2 separate regions of the Sus scrofa genome follow, and region 2 is linked to region 1. A link is a contact called in public Hi-C data. All regions are on one chromosome and are shown on one strand. Each heading gives the region's core, a stretch centred on a gene start, on an enhancer-like site or on the middle of the called end of the contact. The rest is flanking DNA. Distances are from core to core; before and after follow the strand shown.

Evidence for each region. A called contact is a pair of places that touch in the nucleus more often than the background predicts.
Region 2: a Hi-C map of subcutaneous adipose tissue shows a contact between it and region 1, with 2.3 times the contacts expected there. The contact joins two enhancer-like sites. A contact is called at or near these places in 6 of 47 Hi-C or Micro-C datasets (embryonic fibroblasts, heart right ventricle, mesenteric adipose tissue and 3 more) and 2 of 2 datasets of contacts at active chromatin or transcription factors (alveolar macrophages and skeletal muscle).

Annotation. Positions count from the first base shown.
Region 1 is chr2:8,897,157-8,902,167 of Sscrofa11.1, reverse strand. It overlaps SLC3A2 (4F2 cell-surface antigen heavy chain), which reads left to right. Exons shown (of 11, transcript XM_003353809.4): 2 at 2,915-3,343; 3 at 3,712-3,885; 4 at 4,463-4,557. Among named protein-coding and RNA genes, the nearest start is that of SLC3A2, 19 kb to the left of the region's middle. Within about 2 kb of position 2,762, at least 75 of the 83 cell types and tissues checked have an H3K27ac peak or open chromatin away from gene starts, as enhancers often do. A contact at or near this core is called in retroperitoneal adipose tissue and subcutaneous adipose tissue, where this site is marked.
Region 2 is chr2:9,323,879-9,328,889 of Sscrofa11.1, reverse strand. It overlaps ASRGL1 (isoaspartyl peptidase/L-asparaginase), which reads left to right. Exons shown (of 7, transcript XM_005660800.3): 7 at 1-630. LOC106509330 (a long non-coding RNA gene) reads right to left here. Exons shown (of 2, transcript XR_001306766.2): 2 at 4,038-5,011. Among named protein-coding and RNA genes, the nearest start is that of SCGB1A1, 24 kb to the right of the region's middle. Within about 2 kb of position 2,564, at least 13 of the 83 cell types and tissues checked have an H3K27ac peak or open chromatin away from gene starts, as enhancers often do. A contact at or near this core is called in retroperitoneal adipose tissue and subcutaneous adipose tissue, where this site is marked.

The DNA of each region.
Region 1 (5,011 bases), core at 1,513-4,012:
CTGGGCCAGGGGTTGAACCTGAGTTACAGCAGGGACAACACCAGCTCCTTAACCTACTGAGCCATCATACTTTGCATTCTATAGCAAATATTGAATTTTATATTTAGCAATATACATTGTAGGGTCTGGGGATCTCTAACCACCTTCAGCCCTCTTTCTCTGCAGTCTTTCCCTGCTGCTTTCACTCCCCTTCACCTAGATTTATTACTTTGTGTTATTTGGTTGAACAGTTACAGGTCTTTGTTTTCCTGCAAAAATGGCTTCCTCTTGATAACATACAGTGTTGTTTTTTTTTGTTGTTGTTGTTTGTTTTGCTTTTTAGGGCCACACCTGTGGCATACGGAGGTTCCCAGGCTAGGGGTCCAATCAGAGCTGTAGCTACCAGCCTATGCCACAGTCACAGCAACGTGGGATCTGAGCTGCGTCTGCCACCTACACCACCGTTCACGGCAGTGCTGAATCCTCAACCCGCTGAGCCAAGGCCTCAGTCTGAGTCCTCGTGGATACTAGTCAGGTTGGTTACTGCTGCTCCACGATGGGAACTCCACCACTTGTCTTGAAAATGAAAGGACATGAAATGAAAAATGAAATAATGAAAAAATAGGACATGAATTGTAGAAGAGATAGGTGCAGATGGATAGAAAGTAATTCTTTGGGGGCAGCTGGGAAACACTCATTTGAGCTAGGTCTTGAATGCATCAGAGCTCATGAGGCAGAAGGGCAGAACAGGAAGGGCAGAACCCAGAGGGAATGTCAGGTACAAAGATACAGAGGCCTGGAGTTCCCGTCGTGGCTCAATGGTAAGGAACCTGACTAGTATCCATGAGGACTCGGGTTCCATCCCTGGCCTTGCTCAGTGGGTTAAAGGATCTGGCATTGCCGTGAGCTGTGCCATAGGTCGTAGACGTGGCCCAGATCAGGCTTGGCTGTGGCTGTGGCTGTGGCGGGCCACTGTAGCTCTGATTTGACTCCTAGCCTGGGAACTTCTACATGCCCTGGTGTGGTCCTAAAAAGACCAAAAAAAAAAAAAAAAAAAAAAAAAAAAAAGATAAAGCTGGGTGTGCTATGGGACTGACACGTGTGTGAAAGCTGATGTCGCTGGAGGGTAGTCCCTGTGGCAGGTGTGGTGGGTGATAAATTCGGGGAGGTATGTTATTAGCTTCTGCACTGCATACAGAAAGGATTGTTTTCATCTTACTGGAGCCGTGAGGGGTCTGCGAGTGAGATACTGTGTTCCTGGGGGTGTTGTGTTGCACCATCTCAAGGAGGACGTCTGACCCCACAGCTTTTTTTTTAACTCTGAGCTTTCGTGCTGGTGATAACGTCTGTTCAGAGCCCCTGGTTGGTATTTATTTAGCACTCGCAGGCCACTTTGGACTTCTTATCATCACTGAACACAAGTCTGAACTCCAGCCTCTACCGGCCTGCCCGCCTCCCTCTAGGACCTGGTTCTGGCTTTCCTGGGTGGGAGATGGGGGTGGGCTCTGGTATAAAGGGAAGGGAATGGCAAAGGATGAGCCTTTCACCCTCTCAGCTCTCCTCGGGCACCCCTTTCTGTCTACTCTTTCTTCAGATCTTGGCTTCTGCTTTCTTCCAAACACACAGCTCTCTTGGCTTCCAGCCCAGGGTGAAAGAACTTTCTTTCCTCAGCTCCTCTCTGAGAATAACCCAACTGGCACTGCTCAGGAACAAGAAGTTCCTGAGAGCGTTGGCACCTAAGGGTGTTGATGTCTGGCAGTCCCTGCTGTGAACCTCACCTCACTCTCAATCCAAGGACCTCCGTGGCCCTTTCAAGGCCTCTGCAGTAACAGCTGCCTCCAGAGCCTGGCATGGTGAAGTAATTGAGAGGAAAGAGAACCATGGCAGCCTGGGGAGATCGGGCTAATCTGTGGGAGGCCCTGCAGGAAGGCAACGAGTCTGGCCATGGCATCTTCTGATCTGATGTAAAGAAAAGGTGGAAGCCTCTTGCTGAGGCCCAGCCCTGGAATGCTGAGTCAGCCCCAAGGTTGCCTATCAGTCTCTTCTCGCACCCCGACATGCTGGCGCCAGAAATTGGGGGTGGGGTAAATCGGGGAGTGTCAGCCATTCTCCTGTCCAAACAGATTCATCTTGAAAAATACCATGGAGAAGGCTCGATTAGGGGTAATTCAATTAGAGTTAATAAAGCAGCGAACTGTAGTGGGTGCTCCATAAATAGCTGCCGAATGACGAATTACTTGAACGAAATTCAGAATGTCTTGAAGGACACGTGGGAGTGAGCCCTGCGGGGAAGCGAAGGTTTAGCGCCAAGTCCCAGAAGGCCCGAGAAGACAAGGTCTGGTGGGGGCAAGGGCGGAGGGGCCGCTGGCAGAGTGCAGATGGCCACCGGAGTTGGGAAGAGCAGGCGGTGGGGTGAACTCTGGGCTAGGAGTAAATGGAAGATGGTGTCCAGGGCTGTCGCCAACCTTCGGAGTGGGTGAGAAGGGCTGGATGTCGCCTACAGGCTCACTTTCCAACGGAGAGAGGGGCCAGCGGGGACCGGGGCACTGGACCAACCACACTCACCCACCTCGAGGTGGCCCTGCCCAGCATTCTTGGTGTCCAGGTCGAAGGAACCTTAGGGGTAGGCGGTTCGAGATGAGGAACTGGACTTGACAGCAGTTGGAGGCGAGTTCCTATCATTCCCTAGGCCGCCCCCCACCCCTCCCTTTCAGTCCCCGGAAGAGCAGTCCCGCAGGTTCCACTTTAAGGGGCGGGCCGGGGCGGGGCTCCCCTGCCCAGTCGTCGGGCCGGGACAGCCTCGCCGCAGACGTTGTGGCGGAAGCTGCGCGGAATCCAGCCGCCTTGGGAGGCCGTTCTGGGACCGGGAGGTCCGGGCAGGTAGGCGTCCAGCCGCTCGCTGACCGAAGGCTGCGTCGTGTCGCCGGTTCTGCAGGCACCATGAGCCAGGACACCGAGGTGGACATGAAGGAAGTGGAGCTGAACGAGCTGGAACCCGAGAAGCAGCCGATGAACGCGGCGTCTGGGGCAGCCGTGGTCGTGTCGGGCGGCCCCGAGAAGAATGGTCTGGTGAAGATTAAGGTGGCCGACGATGAGGCAGACGCGGCAGCAGCCAAGTTCACGGGCCTGTCTAAAGAGGAGCTGCTGAAGGTGGCGGGAAGCCCCGGCTGGGTGCGCACCCGCTGGGCGCTGCTGCTGCTCTTTTGGCTCGGCTGGCTGGGTATGCTGGCGGGCGCCGTGGTCATCATCGTGCAGGCGCCACGCTGCCGCGAGCTGCCCGCGCAGAGCTGGTGGCACAAGGGCGCCCTCTACCGCATTGGCGACCTTCAGGCTTTCCAGGGCCGCGACGCGGGAGACCTAGCGAGTGAGTTCAGGGCTCCCCCATCCCCTGCCCGGCGCTCCCCTGGTTTTACTGGTCACTGTCCTTAGATTGATTGCTACGGTTTTCTTCCCTACCCGGGACCCGCGACCGCTCCCGGGGACGTAGCTCCTTCCTTCCTTTGAAGGCCACCCCCCCCCACTCCCTCTTTCCCGAGGGCGGCTGACTCAGCATCCTGCCCCCCCGCGGCGCCAGTTGCCTGTCGCAGCAGGTTTCTGAAGCAACGTGGTAGGCTTCTTACATCAGCATCTCTGTCTCGTGATCCAGCCTCACCCCCAACACTTAGTTGGAGAGAATGGGACGATCAGGGGCCTCGGAAGAGGCCTCACTGTAACTCTGCTTCTCCATTTCAGGCCTGAAGGGGCATCTTGATTACTTGAGCACCCTGAAGGTGAAAGGTTTTGTGCTGGGCCCAATTCACAAGCACCAGAAGGATGACCTCGCAGGCACCGACTTGGAACAGATCGACCCCGCTTTCGGTTCTAAGGAAGATTTTGACAGTCTCCTGCAATCGGCCAAGAAAAAGAGTGGGTGTCCTAGAGTTGGAAAGAAAGCAGCTAGGAAGGGCTGGGCCTTTTGGCCAGAGCAAAGGGAGGATAGGGTTTTTATCTGGTTTAGTCAGTTTATGATCTGACTGGCTCAGAGTTTTCCTAGGGAGGGCACAGGGGAGGTTTGTCAGGCTTCAGCCTTAAATGGGTTTGTCAAATGGTTCAGAGAGGAAGTAACTGGCTGTGCAATTCTTTAACTTCTGGGCTTCAGGGCCCTTATTTGCAAAATGTAGGCTTTTGCTAAATCAGTGGTTTTAAAACTTGTAAAAGAGTGAAGCCTTTTGGAAAAAAAAAAAAATCCAAGTAGAATCTTGTGTTACCTGTAAAAGGGTTTGCTTTGAGGGTGAGGAGCTCAGGCTTCTCTATTACACGCCATTCCTGCCCCCCACTTGCTGACATTTCTGTTTCCATGGAATGAGTTTCGCCAGGGTTCAAATCTGAGCCTTTGTACCAAGTAGTGCCTCGGAAGTACTCTACTGACTTGTATTTGTTGATTTCCACTTTTCCCGTCACTGCAAAGTCTTTCTCACACCTGCCTCTTCTCCCGTTGTACTAGGCATCCGGGTCATTCTAGACCTCACTCCCAACTATAAGGGCCAGAACTCATGGTTCGACTCCACTCAGGTGGACACTGTGGCTGCCAAGATGAAGGTGAGCGCCTTGGTACCAATGGCAGGTGGGAACTGCATACTGGGGCTTGATTGGTGCTTTCATAGCAAGTTCTGTAAATGCAGCCCTGCACCAGCCAAGGAACTGCTTGCTGCTTCCACAGGCAGAAGGATAGGCCAGCAGGGCACCCCGGTTCTTGTTGGTTCTTTCTCTGACCACTCATTTTCCTTGTTTCCCTGACTCTGAGGTTGACAGCGCAAGAAAGGGAATTTCTCAGATGTGAATTTTCTTCCTTTTGGGAGAGGAAGCCTTTTCTCTGTGGGAATCCTGTCCTGTCTGGTTTCCCATTTCTTATTTATGTGTTTTGGAGTGGGTCCCAGTCTGGAATTCCAAGCATCGGGGTCTTCCTATGTGTCTATGGGGAAGGCTGCGTATTTTATATACCTTCTTGAATACACTGTATAACCAAACAAGGTCCCTTTCATTATCCCTAATC
Region 2 (5,011 bases), core at 1,315-3,814, 430 kb before region 1:
AGGCCCAGGGGAGGCAGCGAAGGGGAGAAGCCGGGCAGACCTCGGAAGGTTGCGGACGCATTCTGAGTCAGGAGAGCACTGGGTGAAAGACTCTCTGAGAGATGAACTGATTTTTCTAAGAACGGGCACGTCTTCTCTGACTTATTAACATAGATGGCTGTTAATAAGGCTCTATTCTGCCAAGGAACAGTCTTCATGGACGCTCCGGAGCCCCTTCAGGCCCGAGGGTCTTGGGCTCACACACCAGCCCGCTCACGTCGAGGTTCCCACCTGCCCGCACGGCTCATCAGGCCCAGCCCCGCCTCCCAGACCCTCGGGGTCCTCCTAGTGAGCGATGGGGCTCGGGACCTGCACCAGGAAGGGCCAGTCACCGCCGAGAGGACCCTGGCGTCACACCGTCCGGGACAGTCCGGTGCTGTGGGTTCCCCCAGCTCAGCCGGTGTGTACGCGTGCTCGGCGTGGTGAGCAAAGTCACTCCCTGTTCACGTCTCTTTACACTGGAAATGGTATTTCTTGCTGTAACATAGCCGCCCAGTTTTTCAGTCTGTCAGGGTTCACCTTCTCTCTGGAAAGAAACTGCTTCCCTTTAAATTCCATGTGCCACTAATAAAATGTATTTTGAAAGAATAACAGTGTGGGTAGGAGTCGCTGTTGACAGAGCCCAGAATGTACGCGAGCTGCCTGCGTCTGTCCGTCCAGACGGGGGCTTGTCAGAGAGGCCTCGCAGCCCGAGGGCAGAGCGCGGATGTGAGCTGACGTCCTGCCTCAGGGCGTACATGTGAGAGTTTGCAGAAGAAGCGAGTGTTTTTCTGGATGTGTGAAGGCAGAAGGCAAACCAGCATTTCGAGAAGCAGCGGGGCGGACAGACCGGACTTCTCGCCATGACGGCGGCCCAGTCCGAGCCCCCGTCCCGGGACCTCCCCGGCTGCCCTGAGCCCAGGAGAAAGAGATGCCCCTTGGAGGCAGAACGGAGTTTGAGTCCTGCCTCTCCCCACGGCCTGGGGGACCCTGGGCAGGTTAACATCGGAGAACCTTGTCATCTAAAAACAGATCACCCTGGAGAGAAAATGAAAATAAAGGACGACGGCCCGCTGTTCATCTTTGTAGTCTCTGGACCACGGAGAACGCGCGGCCAGGCCCAGAAGGAGGTTCTGCGGTTGGGTCCTTGAAAGCTTCAGATGCAACAACCATCCTTGGAAATGAGGACCGTGTTGGCAGATGGGGTCACTTGCTGGGGCTGCCAGCAGCAAAGTAGCACCGGCAGTGGCGTACACGCCAGACGCTTCACTGCTCACGGTTCTGGAGGCCGGCAGTCCCAGGTCCAGGTGTCCGTGGGGTGGCTCCCGGGCCGCGTTCCTTGGCCGCCACATGGCTGCCTTCTGCGGCCTCATGCCTTTTCTGTATGTGTGTCTGTGGCTCAGTTTCCTCCTAAGGACACCAGTCAGCCGGAATCAAGGCCACCTAACCACTCCCTTTTCATGCCAGCTTCTCTTCAGAGGCCCTGTCTCCAAATACCTGGGGGTTGGGGCTTCAACATGGGGGTTCTTGGAGTTCCCATTGTGACACAGAGAAAATGAATCAAACTATTATCCATGAGGATGCCGGTTCAATCCCTGGCTTCGATCTGTGGGTTGGGGACCTGGCGTTGCTGTGGCTGTGAAATAGGCCAGGAGCAGCAGCTCTGATTCGACCCCTAGCCTGGGAACCCCCATATGCTGCGGGTGTGGCCCTAAAAAGCAAAAAAAAGGAAAAGAAATGGAGGTTCTGGGGGCACACATTCAGCCCCAACAGGAAGTGAAGCAGAACTACATTAGGGGTTGGTTTTGGGGGGCAGGGAGGAATGGACTGAGGGTTCAGGATGGAGAGATTCTAAAATTGGGTTGTGGCGATGCTTATACAACTGTGAATATAATAAAAATTCATTGAATTAAAATAGAGGTTGGAGGAGTTCCTGTCGTGGCTCAGTGGTTAACGAATCCAACTAGGAACCATGAGGTTGCAGGCTCGATCCCTGGCCTTCCTCAGTGAGTTAAGGATCCAGTGTTGCTGTGAGCTGTGGCAAGTCTGTAGATCACAGACTTGGCTCAGATCTGGCATTGCTGTGGCTGTGGCATAGGCCGCCGGCCACAGCTCTGATTAGACCTCTAGCCTGGGGACCTCCATGTGCCAAGGATGTAGCTCTAGAAAGAGATCAAAAAAAAAAAAAATAGGGGTTGGAAAGGGAGAGACCTTTGGAGAAGTATCCGTTACCGAGGAGATAAGGAAGAAGGAAGAATGAGGGGGCGAGGCCTGATTTTGAGATTATCGTTTTATTCACAAGGGAAGTGGTTCTGGTCACCAGAGGCCACTGGAAGCTCAGCCCAGCTCGGCCACCTGCCCCCTGGTTAAGGAAGGTCCCCCAGCCCCTGTGCGCCAGCTAAGGACCTGGGTTCCCTGAACGACCACCTCCACTAGCCCGGATTCCCGAACGTGGAGACCACGTATGGGCCCCTCTTACCCCACACGCCGTCCAGAGGCGGCTCCCTAACTGCCCAGCAGATAAAGGAGTAAGACGGGATCTGAAGGAGTCTTCTGTCACTTCTGTGCCACAAGAGGGCAGCAGAGCACACAAAGTCCAGCGGACTCCGGCTCAAAACAATCTACTCAGAAATTTTGGAACCACAAGAGGCTTCCTGTTCTTGACTTTAATTTTCATCTAAATAATACGATCAGTTTTAGAGAACAGATGTCCAGAAAAACAAATACAAATTCCTCCAAGAACCCATCATAATCAGCCCCATCGCTGACTTTTAAAAACAGTGCATGGAATTCCTTCCCGTCGTGGCTCAGCAGAAACGAATCTGACTAGTATCCATAAGGACACAGGTTCAATCCCTGGCCTTGCTCAGCGGATCAAGGATCCGGCGTTGCCGTGAGCTGTGGTGTAGGTCGCAGATGCAGCTCAGATCCCACATTGCTGTGGCTCTGGTGTAGGCCAGCAGCTACAGCTCCAGTTCAGCCCATAGCCTGGGAACCTCCCTATGCCATGAGTGCAGCCCCAGAAAGACAAAAATAAACAGAAAATAAAAACAGCGCCACCTGCTCTGCACCTGCTGGCAGGTGTCGGGGCCCAAGGCAAGCACAGCCAGGCAGCCCCAGATCTGCCCCCTGGCCACACCTTCCAGCCAGGAAGAGAACTAGATCAGCTTTGCCCTAAACTGGCCGAAACAGTGGGATGATGAGCAAGTTGGTGGCCCGGAGCTGAGCAGGTGTCTGCTCACCTGCTGAGCTGGAAGGAACAGTCCTGGGAAAGAAAGGCCTTAACCTTGCAGCTGTTGGACGATAAACATTTTTTCCAAATAGCATCCTTTCTAGATGTGTTCCTCGCTAGATTATAGAGCCTGAGGACAGAACGGGCTGTGTGGCCCTCTCCTGAAGTGGATGGCATGGGAAAATTGCCGGGGGGGGACACTGTCCTTCCTGCTCCACCTTCTGCCTTCTCCCTCCCACTGCATCGGGGAGGCAGCTCAGGGGAGCAGGGACCTGTCACCGCAACGCTCCCACGGAGGAGAGAGCCCTGTGTAGGAGCGACCCAGGAAGGAATGGGGCTGGGCTGAAGGACAGAAGCAAAACCAGGTCAAGGAATGGTGCCAGGAGAGGCCTGGCCGGGGGTGGTACAGGGGCCCAGCAGTGGTTCCATCCATGGGATGCCATTAAATGGGCAGGCCACCGTCTATCTCGGCCGCCCACCATGCAGGACCCGGAAGGGTTGAGCCACCATCAAACAGCTGGTCTCTCGTGAGAGGCCCACATGCCAGGGGAGGCCCGGCAACCTCTCCGCCCTCCTGAAAGAGGAAATAAGGCCCAGAGAAACGGGTTTCCCAGGGCAGTAAATGTGGTTTATCTCAGCCTCTCTGATCCCAAATCCTCTGTCTCTCAGTGTCCTTATCACTTTGGGCTCCAATGTAGGTCTGGATGGTCCCACAGGCCCTCCAGGTGAGAAGCAGGAAAAAAAAAAAAAAAAATCATGTTTAACAACTTTATCTTTCAAATTCTGCTTTTTTTTTTCACCCAACCCACTATTAAAATGGAGTTAGACTTTTTCATACACGGAGAGGTTTGGACCATGCCTGGGCTGGATCGGGAGAGAACCCCCGGGCTGGGATTCTTTTTTTTTTTAATATATATATTAATCACTCATCGTCTCAGAGTCAACTCTGTTTTTGACTCTGCAGTTATCAGAACTTCCTGGATCCTGGACCAAACTCGGATGGGGTTCAGGTTCTAAGCCGAGGCTGGGAGCAAAGGCTCAGAGAGGCTGGTTCTTCCATCCTCTTTGACCTTGGCTCCGTTCATGACTCAGGCAGCCCCAGGGTTGCTATCTTGCAGGGTAGCGATTTTTACTAAACATACTTTAATTAAAAAGACGCTTTTAATACAAGGGGTGTATGTGCATTGTAGATGCTGGAAAACGTTGACAAAGAAATTTTTTTTAAGTGTGAGAAAACACAGATCCACAAAAATAAGGGGAAAAAAATGTCCCAGCACCCAGTCCATATCACTATTAATGCCCATCGGTATTTTCTCCAAAATGAGTTCAGTGCACACATCCTTTTTTAAATGCTTTTTCAGTTAATAATCCGCTTTTCCATGTCAATAAATGTTCACCTTTCATAATAGCCAACATTCAAATTTCTCCAGTTTTCTCAAAACACATCACCAACAGCAGGTTTCTCCCCATCCTGCCCCCTGCCTGGATGGTGGTTGTGCCCCGTGGTCTCTGCCCCGTTTTGAACAGCTCTGACTTGTTGGATGGTTAGGGCCCAGTGCCCAGCCTGGCTGCCAGGCTGCCTGGGACAACATGAGCATTGGGTGAGCATCTGTCACAGGCGCCTCCATCTCAAGCACAGGGGCCCCACCTGCAGCAGTGCCAGCCGTGGGAGCAGGCCTGGGTGCAAGGTTTGGAGAGGGAAGTGCCAGAGCACGAGGCCCCACCCAGAAATTTGGCAAAGCGTGACTCGGGGAGTCACGA